Regions from separate parts of the Sus scrofa genome. Here regions 1 and 2 are each linked to region 3. Evidence: chromatin contacts called from public Hi-C data. All regions are on one chromosome and are shown on one strand. The core of a region is the stretch at or near the end of the contact, and the rest is flanking DNA. Distances in the headings are between cores, read along the strand shown. Region 1 has its middle 420 kb from the start of MYC. Region 2 has its middle 450 kb from the start of MYC. Region 3 has its middle 260 kb from the start of FAM84B.

Region 1 (4,656 bases), core at 1,634-4,133, 300 kb before region 3:
AATGGGTATTTGACCATTTACTGAATATAGTACATCATATCATAATTTTAGTGCTAAAATTTTATTCTATTACAGCAAACTGTCTATCACTTTTCAGTAGAGTAGTACCAGCCTTGCTAGCTATCGGATGATGCGTTTTTTTGCCATTGGTGTTCCCTTCCCTAGGGGATGTTCCCTTCCCTCATGCTAGCATATCTATCCTATCTGTCTCAGCAGGGACCTTCCACTCCCCAGAGAAAGAGTGCTTATACAATTTGGGAGTTTGGGAGGCAAACCAAGGCACATGTAACCACTGGCCAGAATTGGGCTACTCTCAGAGCCTGCACATTTGTCACTGTTCTGGGCCATGCAGGGAATTTTATGAAGCAGTTATTGCTGAAACCTGGGATATTCAAGTATTCCCTATGCCTGGAAGGTACACCTATCCCCAGTGTGTCAGAGAGGTACCTATACTCCCAGAAGCAGAAGTTTCTGGGGTTTAGGTGAGGACGTCTACTTGCCTATAGGTATAAGACCATTTTCTAAAGTGGTGTTTTGCATAACGAAGGTGATATTCTCAGGTTACATTCATCCAGAGGCAGCAAGACATTGTGGGGGAGCACAGAGATAAGGGCCTCAAATGGCTGAGATTCACATCCCTACTTTTGTTACCTGCTCAATTAGAGTTGAAGGCATTTAGTGAGTTAAAATACATGAGGCATTTAGAACAGTGCCCGGCACAAGGGCAATCCTCTATTGAGGTTTGATATTAATATTACCATTTGGTTTCACTGTTGAGTTGGTTCAGGGCACAGGTCTGGCACAAAGTGCGATGTGCTGGCTCCCTGCTCCCACCTCAATAACAGAATCTTCGAGTACCTTGGAAACCTATTCCAATGTCAAACCACTACACCATCATCAGCTAATGTGGCTAATCCTACACCATCGTCGTTCTCATCCCCAGAATTATCCTTCCAGTCTTGGAACTAATAACATCATTCTAAAATTCTTGATGAATGCAGACCCCTCCTAGTTGGGTTTCCAACCTTCCAAAGTCCAACCCCAGGCCAGCATTTCCAACTTCATCTTTCTAACACGCTTTTCCTAAATCACAGCATGTGTTTTCATACCACGCTGGCTCTGCTCTCACTCTTTCTAGTGTTTTTTTTTCCTCCCTTCTCTGTCTGTTAAACCAGAACCTTCGTTCATGGCCCAGCTCACAGTCCTCCTTTGGGAGACCTTTTCTTGCTCCGCTCTTATGGATGCCGCTGGTCTCTGTGTTGTGAAAGCAAAAGGACGTAGCCATTGCAACTCTGTCGTACCGGAGACCGCTGTTGAAACTATTGTCACTCTTGCTCACCTGCATTCTGCGGCAATTATGTGAAGGATGAGCTCCTAAGGGTCTGACATGGCACCACACCCTCTTCACTTCTGTACATTCCTTGTACTTAGCTCCTAACTCCATGACCCCCCACCCCCGCCCAAAGGATTACCAAATGCCAGTCCATCTAGAGGTCCTGCCAGTGCCTTCTCCAAAACAGCACTCGAACTCATGTACCACGTCAGCTTGACCACAGTCATTTCTTACCAGGTGTACTTCAACAACCCCCAGAATTAGCTCTCACCTCCTGTGCTGGCCCCACTTCAGGTTATTCCCCAAAGAGTCATCAGAGTTAAAATGTAAACCAAAGTGTTACCTTCTCACTTAATGAACTCCCTTGCAGTGATACTGAAACCTACATTTTGACCTTTTCATGCTTCCCGCCCCTTCTCACCCATTTGGAACAGTCCCCTTCTGTTGCCTGGCTCACTGCCCTATGATCACACTCATCTTCTTTCAGTTTCTCCAACAGACCAAATTACCCTTTTTTCCCCTTCAGCCTCTTACTCATTCTGTTCTCTCTGCCTGGAAAGCTCAAGCCTTAATGTTTCTAGTTGCTAGCTTTGTAAAGCCTTTAAGTCTCAGCTTAGAAGCCCCCTCCCAGAGAAGACCTTCCATCTAAAATGAGCACCCGGGAGTTCCCGTCGTGGCGCAGTGGTTAACGAATCCGACTAGGAACCACGAGGTTGCGGGTTCGGTCCCTGCCCTTGCTCAGTGGGTTAACGATCCGGCGTTGCCGTGAGCTGTGGTGTAGGTTGCAGACGCGGCTTGGATCCCGCGTTGCTGTGGCTCTGGTGTAGGCCAGTGGCTACAGCTCTGATTCGACCCCTAGCCTGGGAACCTCCATATGCCGCGGGAGCGGCCCAAGAAATAGCAAAAAGACAAAAAAAAAAAAAAAAGAAATAGCAAAAAGACAAAAAATAAAATAAAATAAAATGAGCACCCTCCCCCGCCATGTACTTCCTTATACTATGGAACCAAATACTCAGATCCTTCTTACTGCTTTGAGGATGGGTGACAATTGTTATGTGTGTTTTCCAGTGGTTTATTGTTGGGCTCTTCTCTACCAGACCTGGAGCTCCATGATGGCAGGAATCAAGTTCATTTTGGCGTCATTCCCTTCTTAGGGCCAACCATAGAGCCCAGCACACAAGAAGCAAGAGCAAAATGTGCTAAGTGAATGACAGTTCATCAGTGGCCTTGGAGGCACAAGGACTCTCAGAGCAAGAAGGAGACTCAGAGCTACCTGGTCAAAACCCTTCATTTTACAAGTGAGAAAATCAAGGTATAGGGCTTGGCATGAGTTCTCCTGAGGCCCCCTCGTTAGCATCTGCCAACCTCTCCTGGAGTTTGGGGGCATCCTTCATTATCAAGTTCTCATGCCCTAGGCATCTAGAAACTATGCAATAACTAGAGATCATTAATGAAATAATCTGACAGGAAAACCAAAAGCTTCATGCACTTCAACCTTTCACTGTGAAATGAAAGCAAAGCCGAAGGAAATGCCATCTGACTAATTTCTAACCAAGGCAAATCTTCTCTCTTAGTCACCCCCAAGACAAATGTCAATGTTCTGCAAGCACCGTGAGAGCTGCCAAGGTCCATGGCAGCTTCCCAGATCTGCTGTGCCCTGCAAGGGGATCTGGGATCGAGTGCAGAGCTGAGTGGCCTGAGTGCTTCTCAGATAAGCAGAGAGAAGCTGGCACTTTAAATAGACACCCCTTCCTTCTACTAGGAACTGTTTTCTACCAGTCTGTGGCTGTGAATTTATTGTTTCTATTCTTGTTCCTGTTTCTTTCGATCTCTGGGTCTCAGTGTTCTTGCCTCTGCAATAGAGTGGTTGCTATGGAGGTCTTTCTGGCCTTGGCATTCTATAAGTGTGCTTTATGGAGTTAGGACTCAAGCTTTAATGAGTTACAATTCACAGAGCATTTTATTCAGATCTACCGTGTTCACAAAAGTAGGTGATGATTTCAATACCTATTAGCCTCCCATTGGCGTCCTCTACTGTTCTAAGCAAGCGTGAGATCCTGGTGAATCCTGAAGCTCACACCTCCTGCTTTCTGCTCCCTCAGGCCTTGCTGTCTTTGGAAGACCAAGATATTCAGAGGAGAGGGGGGTGGTCTCAAAGCTGATGGTAGGGCTTTCAGAAATGCAGGGGAGCCTGTTTGATCACAAGCAGCCTTTGCAGGACCGCCAATATCATCACCAAATGCCAGGTCACCCAGTGCACTTACTATTTATTCTACAAATATGTACTAAGCAACTCAATATGAGATGCATTGGGTTAGGTGCTGGAGAATCAGAAATAGAAAATGATCCCTGTCTTCTAGAAATACACAGATTCATAAGGAGATGGGCAGTTAAGCTATTTCAGTGTAGTAGTGAGATGTGTGAATTAAGAAAGCTGCTTTTTCTTGGAAGACTCCATCTTGGGGCGTTGGAAAGGGCTTCTCAGAAGAGCTATGAGGACTACCTGATGGAAGGTGGGAAGGAATCTTCTCGGCAGAGACAGAGGAGATGACAACATCAGGTGGAGAAGCCTTAGTTCACAAAGGTACAGCGTTCAGTTTGGTATCCCCTGGGAATGGTGACAAATATAAGATGATTTTGTGGTGACATCAGGGAAGGGAGAAGATGAAGAGGAGAGTGGAGATGATTCTGGGGGAGCAGGTTGAAACTGGATTGAGAAGGGTCTTTTATGCCAGGTTAATGGGCTTGGATTCCATTCTACACCCACAGGTGGAGATTCCGATTAATGTGGGGTGTGTGCATGCATGCGACATAGTCAGGTGTGATATTTAGGAAGACAGTGGTGTCTAGGGAAGGATGGAGAATGTAAATGAGAGAAGCATGACGGAATACAGCTTCTGGGGAACTGTGAACATTCTGGCAGCTACACTGCTGATGAGTAAAGGGGAGACAAGCTTTGGAAAAGTATGCCGGGACTGATCAGTGGAAGGCTGTATAAGGAGTTTGTATCAATAGATACAGCTAGTGGATGCTCCTCATAGCTTTTTTCCTGTGATTTACATGACAGTGATTAATGGAGAACCTACACGGAGCTTTGCCTGGCACTGCGTAGTGTGAAATGAAGTAGCTGAAGCTGAGACTTTTCTAGAAGAGGCCACTTTCCCACCTCTTGTACACGCTTATGGCTAAAGTCCTTTCGTGCCTCAAGGAGTGTGCAGTTGGTTTTCTCAGCGTCTGTGGCCTTGACAATCTTCTGGCTTCTCAGAGCCTCCTTAAGCCACTCAGAGCAGGAAAGCTGATCTTGTGTCTGGCTCCACCACCAC
Region 2 (4,304 bases), core at 828-3,327, 280 kb before region 3:
TCTAGCCTCTAGCTCCCAACCAGAATATCTCCTTCCTTCTTTCCAACCTCTCTTGAAATGCTTGTAGAATATCATCTAGAGGAATTCCTCCTCCTTCTTCTTTTTATCACTCTCACCAAATAACTTTTTAGTAGCACCTAGTGGTATATTGAAAAACTGTCACTCTTTAATATATTAATTTATTCATTCAACAAATATCTTGGAATACCTATCACGGGCTAAGTTGTGCTAAACACTAAAAATAAATAATATCCGTGTGTGTGTGTGTGTGTGTGTGTGTATGAAATACAAAAATAATGAAATAATGCCATTGCAGCAACATGAATGGACCTAAAGATTATCATACTAAGTGAAGTAAGTCAGACAAAGACATCTATCATATGATATCACATATGCAGAATCTAATAACAATGATACAAAATAAGTTATTTTAAAAATAGAAACAACTCACAGATCTCAAAACCAATCTTATGGTTGCCATAGGTGAAACTGTTGGGGGAGGGAAGGATTGGGAGGTGGGAATAACATATACACAGTACTGTGAAAAAGAGATGATTAATGAGAACCTACTGCATAGCACAGGGAAATCTACTCAATAGTTTTTAACAATCTATTTGGGAAAAAAAGAATGGATATATTTATATGTATGACTGATTTACTTGGCTGTACACCTGAAACTAATACAACGTTGTAAATCAACTATATTCCAATAAAATTAAATTTAAAACAAATCAGGAGTATTTCCTACTTCCCCAAAGTTTACAGCCTCTAAGCTCAAAGCTTATGCTCATCTGATGCTCAGAGCGACTACTTTTGAGCTAAGAACTGTTATGTCTTATGATGAGGAAACTGAGATCATTTAGCGAAAGGAAGAAGAGGGAGGAAATTCCTGGTTACTGATTTCTCCCATAGTATGTGTTGGGAGACACGAGAAGATAGGACATAAAAAATAAATAAAATAAAAGCACAAAGATATTAAGTATAGATGCATTAGTTTTCTCTTAAAATTATTTTTGAAAGAGGAATTTGTGGCCTTGACTCCAGGTATCGCCACTCCAATCCCTTCTCTTTTAAATGCCTGGTCATTATTTGGCCACCTTTCCAACTTTAGGAAACACTCAGGAATGCCACACTAGGAGGGGTTTCCTTTGCAGGTCTGGCTATTGTAACTTTACGAGAAACCGTTCAAACTTCCTTTTACCACTTACAAAGCACAATTTTCTGAATGAATTTCATATTCATTAAACAGTTAACCCTTCGCCTTTCTGACTCACACTTTTGACATTATTACTCAGCCTTTAGAGTGAGATAAAGCCTCAGGCAGCTTTTATGTACATCCTACACACATACTCACACAAACATACAGCACACATATCTACATCCTTACAGGCAACCACTAAGAAACATGCACACACATGCACACCTAAACACCACACGTATACAAAATAAAATATACAGCAATGTACATTCATTACACAGGTAAACATCCTTACCCACTCACCTGTGCACACAACACAATCACACATCCACTGGCATGCCTCTGACTTTGTAACTCTATGAGAGGAAGGAAACAGAAAGACCCCACATACTCAGAGTCCCAGCTGAAGACATAAGAACTGTGTCTGTGCAGTGAGTTTGGGCTGTTTTCTCTTTTAAGACAAGCAGGATATCACTGCCATTGATGCCTGTTGACCCCTCACTTCCATCCCTCCCCACGGCTAGTATGTGAAGATCATCTTTGCATCAAATGAATGATACTGTTTTTTTTTCTTTTGCTGAAGGTAAAATCATGACTATTATTGAATAAGGTAGAAATGAACTCCTGAATTCCAAACCCTGATATAACATAGCTGGTTTACAGCAGGTGCTAGGTAATATTAGCTGCATGAAAGAATGGATAGAGGCTATTTCTATTTCATTAGATCAAAACACAATATCTAAGAACCCTCAGTCCAGACCCTTCACATGTTAAGTGAGGGTTCAGGGACCCAGAGGGCTACGTGGTCAGCTTGGAGTCAGACTGCTAACTGAGAGAAGGGGGTTTAAGCCATAATTTTCAGTACCCAGTGAACTTGGTGAGTGAGGCCACACTATTGGGAAGCTGTTCTCTTCTGCTGCATCTATCTTTTTCTTAACATTCAAACCAGAAGTCAGTCAGATAGACGACACGAAGTAAAGTGGGATTTGGGGCAATTACCCAGTGAGACCTTTCACAGAGAGCCAAAACAAGCAATTTAATTTTCCACTTTGAAGTTGCTGTCTTTATTTTAGTAGTTAAAATAGCCTACTTCGACCCAAATTTGTCCATGTGGATTTCCTTTGCTTCTTTGAGGGTTTGACTTATCTTTTGAGAAAAAAGAGAGAGAGAGAGAGAGGAAGAGACAGAGAGGGACAAAGAGAGATGTGGGGGAAGAGTCTTAGGAAATGTAAACTATAACAATTTTTTGAGTGACGTATGTCCGACAAAGACAAATATAGATGATATCATTTATATGTGGAACCTAATAAAAATGATATAAAGGACCTTATTTATAGAACAGAAACAAACACACAGATTTCATAACCAATCTTATGGTTACCAGAGGTGAAACCGTTAGGGGGAGGGAGGGTGGAAATAGAATAATAGACATTACTGTATAAAAGAGATGATTAACAAGAACCTGCTGCATAGCACAGGGGAAAATATTCAATAGCTTGTAGTAACCTATGTGGAAAAAAAATGGATGAATTTATATGTATAACCGATTCAATCTGCTATACACCTGAAACTAATACAACATAGCAAATCAGCTATGCTCTAATAAAATTTAAAAATATTTAAAAAATTAAATTGAACTATAAATATATTAATAAGGTGATAAAGGGCTCAGACCTTGTGTCCAGCTCACTGTTGCTTAGATGTGTGCATCTGCATACACTTGTGTAACCACCACTCAAATATAAGGCAGAGAATATTTCCATCCCCTAAAAGCTTCCTTGTGTCCCTACACCTCCTGACATAACCTCTATCACTATAGATTTGCTTTCTGTAACCTTGAACTTTATATTAACCATACAGTGTGCCTTCTTTTGTTTCTGAAGTCATTCATCCAACATAATAGTTGCTAGATTAATATCTATGTTGTTGCATATATCAGCAGCTTGTTTTTATTGCTGAGTTGTGTTGTGTTGTATAATCATACCATAATTTATTTATCCATTTTTATGTTGATGAACATTTGAATTTTTCCCAGGTTTTGTTTACTCTGAATCAAGATTCTTGTAAATATTTTTGTGCATGTCTTTTCATATATTTTATTTCTCCTGTGTGTATGCCTTGGGATAGGGTTTCTGGATTGTAGTGGGAGTAAATTTTTTGCTCTAGTGCAGAGTTCCAACAGCTTTTCAAAAGGGGGTGCCCCTATTCACACTTCACAAGCAGTGCATGGAGTTCTAATTATCCCTCTTAATAATACTTAGCATTGTTTATCTTTTACAAAATTTTAGCCATCCTGATGATGATGAAGTTGTACTGGTAGCTTATTGTAGTTTTAATTTACATTTTCCTAAGTAATCTGTATGAAATGACTGTCGAAGAGTTCTGTTTTTGGGGCATTTTCAAGTAGGTACTTGTCCTTTTGTTATTAAATTATAAGAGCTATAAATGTATTCGATGTATGAGTCTTTTGTTAGATATAAACAAATATGTACATTATTATAAAAATCTTATCCCAGGCTTGCCTTTTCACTTTCTTGTATCCTGTTTAAAAAATATCTGCTAATTCAAAGTATGGAAGTACATTCCTTTTTTTCCCTCTAGAAATTTACCTTCACATTTGGTGTATATTCCATCTATAATTAATTTTGGGGTATTGAATGGCACACAGTCAAGATTTACCTGTTTATCTCCAGATATTGAAGAGTCTACTTAGAACATCATCCTCTCTCTTCTAAATTGCCTTGTGACTTATCATAAATCAGGTGACTGTGCATGTATGGTTCTGTTTCTGGATTCTCTCTTCTACTTCATTAGTCCATTTGTCTATTATTATCATCTTCATTATTATTTTGGTCATGGCCACAGCATCAGAAGTTCCTGGGCCAGGGATGGAACCTGGTCACAGCAGCAATGTGAGCTGCAGCAAATACAGCTCCTGGATCCTTAACCCACTGCACCACAAGGGAATTCCTATTACAGCAATGTGTACTGTTTTAATAATTGTAGCTTTATAGTAGGTCTCAAAATATGAGAGTTTAAGTCTTCCAACTTACTTCTTATGCAAAATTTCTTTGGTTATTCTAGGTCCTCTGTATTTCTATAAAAA
Region 3 (4,138 bases), core at 720-3,219:
GCGCTGGGGTTTTTAGAAGAGAAAGCTGACAGGTATTCTCCGTGTGGGAGCTGACATTTCAGAGTCGGACAGAGCTGTATCTGACCCTTTGTTCCACTGCTAACTGGCTGTGTGTCTTTAGTGCCCCGAGAGGATCACTGCCTCCCCTTCTGCAAGGCAAGGAGGAGGGCTGGGGGGAGAGTGAAAAAAGACGACCTGTATCAGCGGTTCTCAAACCTGAATGCACAAGAAAACCACCTGAGGAACTTTCTGGATGCCCAAGCCCCACCCTCAGACCCATGAAAACAGAATGGGAGTAGGGACCAGCTCTGGCATTTCAAAAATTGCTTCAGATGAATCTACTGTGAAGCCTGGGTTAAGAAAAGGCTGATGTGCATGGAAGAGTTAGCATGACTTAGAGCCGATCATCAATAAATGGAAGCTTTCAGGGTGTGTGTGGGGGGATTAGCCCACGGCACTCAGCCCACGGCATGCACTCACTGGGGCTATCCTGTCCCCTGCAAGTTCCAACTCACCCACGGTGGCAAATAGCCTGAGGTTAACGCATCACCCCACTCATAAAATATATCTGCATCACAGAGCCTAATGGAGCCCTTAAATCACATCATGGAGACAGCTTGGGGCTCCACCTGATGCTGATTCCAGGACTGAGGTGGTTGCTACAGCCGGGGCATCTGGGGTTGGATACTAATGTCCGTTAATGCACAGGAACTCAGGTCCTTTAGGGACCCAGCAAGCATACTCCTGCCCTGTGGGGACCACCAACTTATGAGATGCTCCGGAAATCCTTTAGAGCTCATCAAATTTACCCCTTGTTCCATCTGTTCGCTCTAGATATGGAGCAGGGTGTGTGTGTGTGTGTGTGTGTGTGTGTGTGTGTGTGTGCGCGCCTAGGTAAATGGACTCCTGACCCCAGTGTCAGGGACCTGGCTTCTCTCCCACTTTGTGCCAGCCTTAGTTCCCAAATGAAGAGCCTGAGGTAGAGCCTGTACCAAGGTAGTTTATTTTGGAAGCAATCCCAAGACCATGAGTGAAGCACCAGTGAGTAAAATAGGAAGGAAGAAACGTGAGCATCAGTTCGGGCATGACTGGGAGTGACTGACTGGGAGTGAAATATGTCTCAGAACCATTCACCTGGGAGAATGAGAAGGGGAAACGTTTATCCAACAGTGCCAGCTCCCTTTGGGTCAGGAGTGGCCCCTCCAACCTTAACCTCTCGAACAGTTCATCCTTAGAAGCCAAGCAAAGTTGTACAGTGAGCCAGAGAAGCCTGGGGAAGGAGGATTAGCTGCTCCACCTCCCCTGGCACACAGGCTGTTGGAACTGCATGGAACAGTGCACAGAATACGGGGCCGGGAGGGTGGGAAAGAGTGTAAAAAGGTGCCTCACACTCAGCCTTCCACTCACCCCCCCCAACACCACCACAGCAGGTGTTCGGGGCACCATCTCATCTGGTCCTCCCCCATTCCCAAGCAGCTGGCATCTTTTTCTTCCTTTCACAGACTAGGACCTTGAACCTCAGAGATGTCAGGTAACTTAGAGTGGCTGAAGGGGACTCAAACCCAGGCTACACACCTTGGACTCCTCCTTTCTTCACCCCTGAGCTGGGGAATGGAGATTCCAGACACATCACTGCATCTTTCTGATTCTTGGTGTCCTTGTCTGCAAGATCACGCTGATAACCTCTGCCTCCTTCCTGGGTTGTGATGAAGAACGAGAAATGTGTGTAAACTATAAAAGGAAGTACATATGCAAGGACTTTTTTTTTTCTTCAAAAGGCAAAAAAGGAAGGAAAGGAAAGGAAAGGAAAGGAAAGGAAAGGAAAGGAGGAAGGAAGGAAGGAAGAAAGAAAAAGAAAGAAAGAAAGAGAAAGAAAGGAAGAAAGAAAGGAACAGTACAACAGCATGTGCTGGTAGCAGAGGAAGGGATGGACATGTTTGAAAGCCACATCCATGACTTGGGTGGTTCTGCTTGAATAGACAGCTGCCACAAAGAGCCTGGAGCTGAGGCAGATTCCTTCTGTTTAGGGGACAGCCTTTCACTGGGGTTCAAATAAACATCTAAGTAACCGGGGGCAGAAGAACGGTTGCTGGGTGTGCCTCTGGTTATCCTAGAGAAACAAAAGCTAAGAACTACAGTTTCTCTCATATGAAGTGGAGCAGCTTTGCAATTGAAAGACAGAGCAATCCGCCTGGAGCAATTATGTTTTCATTATTATTCCCAAGCTGCTGTGTCACAAATCACATTTTCCATCCCCGGGCGTGTTGGTGCAGAGCTGCTGACTGCAGTTCCCATCATTCTACCAGCTGACTGCTCCAGCCGGGCCCTGGGAGCAGCGAGCCGGTGTCTCATTAACTGCAGTACCTGCACACAGATTGCAAACCCAGCGGAGCAGATGCTGTGTATTGAGGAAAACCTCCTCGTTTTAAAACGACCACAAGGTCCTTTTTACTATCAAATTCCTATTGGGATTTTTCTAGAAAGAAAGACCGTGAACCCCTTGAAGATGTTTGTGTCGACCTGCATTACAGCTCAGCTGAGACTGCTGAGGCTGGGCGTAACTTTGACTCGCAGGCACAAACACAAACACGCCCAGGCTCCATTGAAAAGTGGCAGACTTGAGAGCGCAGGGGCGCTGCCAGGCTCATGCCGCCATCATGTGGCCATAGGAGGAACTGCACCGAGGACAGGGGACCGCCAAATTTGCTATGGACTGTTGTGTCTTCCTTCCTCCAGCCCTTCCTCCCTCTCTCTCTCCCTTTTTCCTCTCCTCCTTCCTTCCTCTTCTCACTTCCCTCTTCCCTTCTTCCCTCCTACTTTCTTACACTGTGACAAACACTGGGATACAAAAATGCATCTGAGACGCCTTGTGCTTTTAAGTAGCCTGGTAGAAGGAGAGGAAAAGGGGAAGGGAAATAATTAAGTTCCACGGTTTCCAGCCCCTTCTCCTGGGTTCCTAAGAATGATCACAGTTAATTCTCACAAAAGCCCTGTGTGGGAGGGGGCATTACTGACACCAGTTGTCAAATTAATTTGAAGGGTCAGCCAACAAATCCTTGATTACTTGGTCATTAAAATAGATCAGGCAAATTCAAAGTCAAAATCGTGCAGTTTATATTTTAAAAAAGCTGATTCTTGCAAAACTTCACAAGCGTTACATCTAGGGGCGCAAATTATGCTTTTGCTTACTTATAGCTCTGAATAAAAATCAGTACTTTACCTCCAAACAGGCCTTAAGACCACGTCCTTATCCATTTTGCTATTAGATTATTTGTCAGTTCTAATTCTTAACTTGTCGACGCTCTTTGCATACTGGAGATATTTTCCTTTTCTGTGTTATATGAGTTGTAAAACTTTCTCATAATCAGTTATGTTCTTTACTTCTTCATGGAGTTTCTTAAGAGTTAGAATATTTTAAATTATTGTTTTTAACAGAACAAGCTGCTAATTTTGTTTCCCCTTAATAGCTTCTGAGTTTCTTATCTTGATCAGGAAGGCATCCTCCACCTCGAAGTATGATAGAATCTTATTTAAATATTAACACTGATTTTGTAATTTTATTTTTATGTTTATATTTAGTCTCTGTGAATTTATTTTTGTACTCTATTTAAGTAACCTTTGTTTTTATCCAAATGGAAAATTGCCTCTGCATAATTAAAGACAATTTTTTTTCCTTTTTAACTAAGGCACATTTATCATAGAATATGTGCCCATATATAGCTAAATCTTACCTTTTCTATCACCTTATTTATACTGTTCCACTACAATGCTACTTTTATTTGGTAGGGCAAGCCCCCACCCCTTACTAATTTTCTTTGACAAAATACTTTTAGCCGTTCCAAAATAACTCCTACATCACATACATATACACTGTCTGAATTTTTATAGTAAAGAGGCATTACTTTGGTTGATAGCAACTACCTTCACTTCTGTGTCTAGTGTAGGCTTCATGGGTTTGTTGGATGCCAGGGAAAGCCTGGGCCTGTCTCTGAACCAGCTGGAGGGAGTTGATTGAACCAGACTAAATCAGTCTTTTTGAACTGAATTGAACTGAATCAGATTGAATCACTGTTGTCAGGGGAGGGGTCTCATGGCTGCCAGGGGCCCATCCCTAATAGTAACTGGAGGTTGTTCTCAG

The links. Hi-C and Micro-C count contacts between places; a contact is called where the count stands out from the background.
Region 1: a Hi-C map of subcutaneous adipose tissue shows a contact between it and region 3, with 2.1 times the contacts expected there. The contact joins two enhancer-like sites. A contact is called at or near these places in 5 of 47 Hi-C or Micro-C datasets (embryonic fibroblasts, fibroblasts, heart right ventricle and 2 more) and 1 of 2 datasets of contacts at active chromatin or transcription factors (skeletal muscle).
Region 2: a Hi-C map of retroperitoneal adipose tissue shows a contact between it and region 3, with 1.6 times the contacts expected there. The contact joins two enhancer-like sites. A contact is called at or near these places in 3 of 47 Hi-C or Micro-C datasets (embryonic fibroblasts, retroperitoneal adipose tissue and skeletal muscle) and 1 of 2 datasets of contacts at active chromatin or transcription factors (skeletal muscle).

What each region holds. Positions count from the first base shown.
Region 1 is chr4:12,882,843-12,887,498 of Sscrofa11.1, forward strand. No RefSeq gene overlaps it. Among named protein-coding and RNA genes, the nearest start is that of MYC, 420 kb to the left of the region's middle. Within about 2 kb of position 2,884, at least 26 of the 83 cell types and tissues checked have an H3K27ac peak or open chromatin away from gene starts, as enhancers often do. A contact at or near this core is called in skeletal muscle and subcutaneous adipose tissue, where this site is marked.
Region 2 is chr4:12,905,119-12,909,422 of Sscrofa11.1, forward strand. No RefSeq gene overlaps it. Among named protein-coding and RNA genes, the nearest start is that of MYC, 450 kb to the left of the region's middle. Within about 2 kb of position 2,078, at least 1 of the 83 cell types and tissues checked has an H3K27ac peak or open chromatin away from gene starts, as enhancers often do. A contact at or near this core is called in retroperitoneal adipose tissue, where this site is marked.
Region 3 is chr4:13,181,497-13,185,634 of Sscrofa11.1, forward strand. No RefSeq gene overlaps it. Among named protein-coding and RNA genes, the nearest start is that of FAM84B, 260 kb to the right of the region's middle. Within about 2 kb of position 1,970, at least 22 of the 83 cell types and tissues checked have an H3K27ac peak or open chromatin away from gene starts, as enhancers often do. A contact at or near this core is called in retroperitoneal adipose tissue, skeletal muscle and subcutaneous adipose tissue, where this site is marked.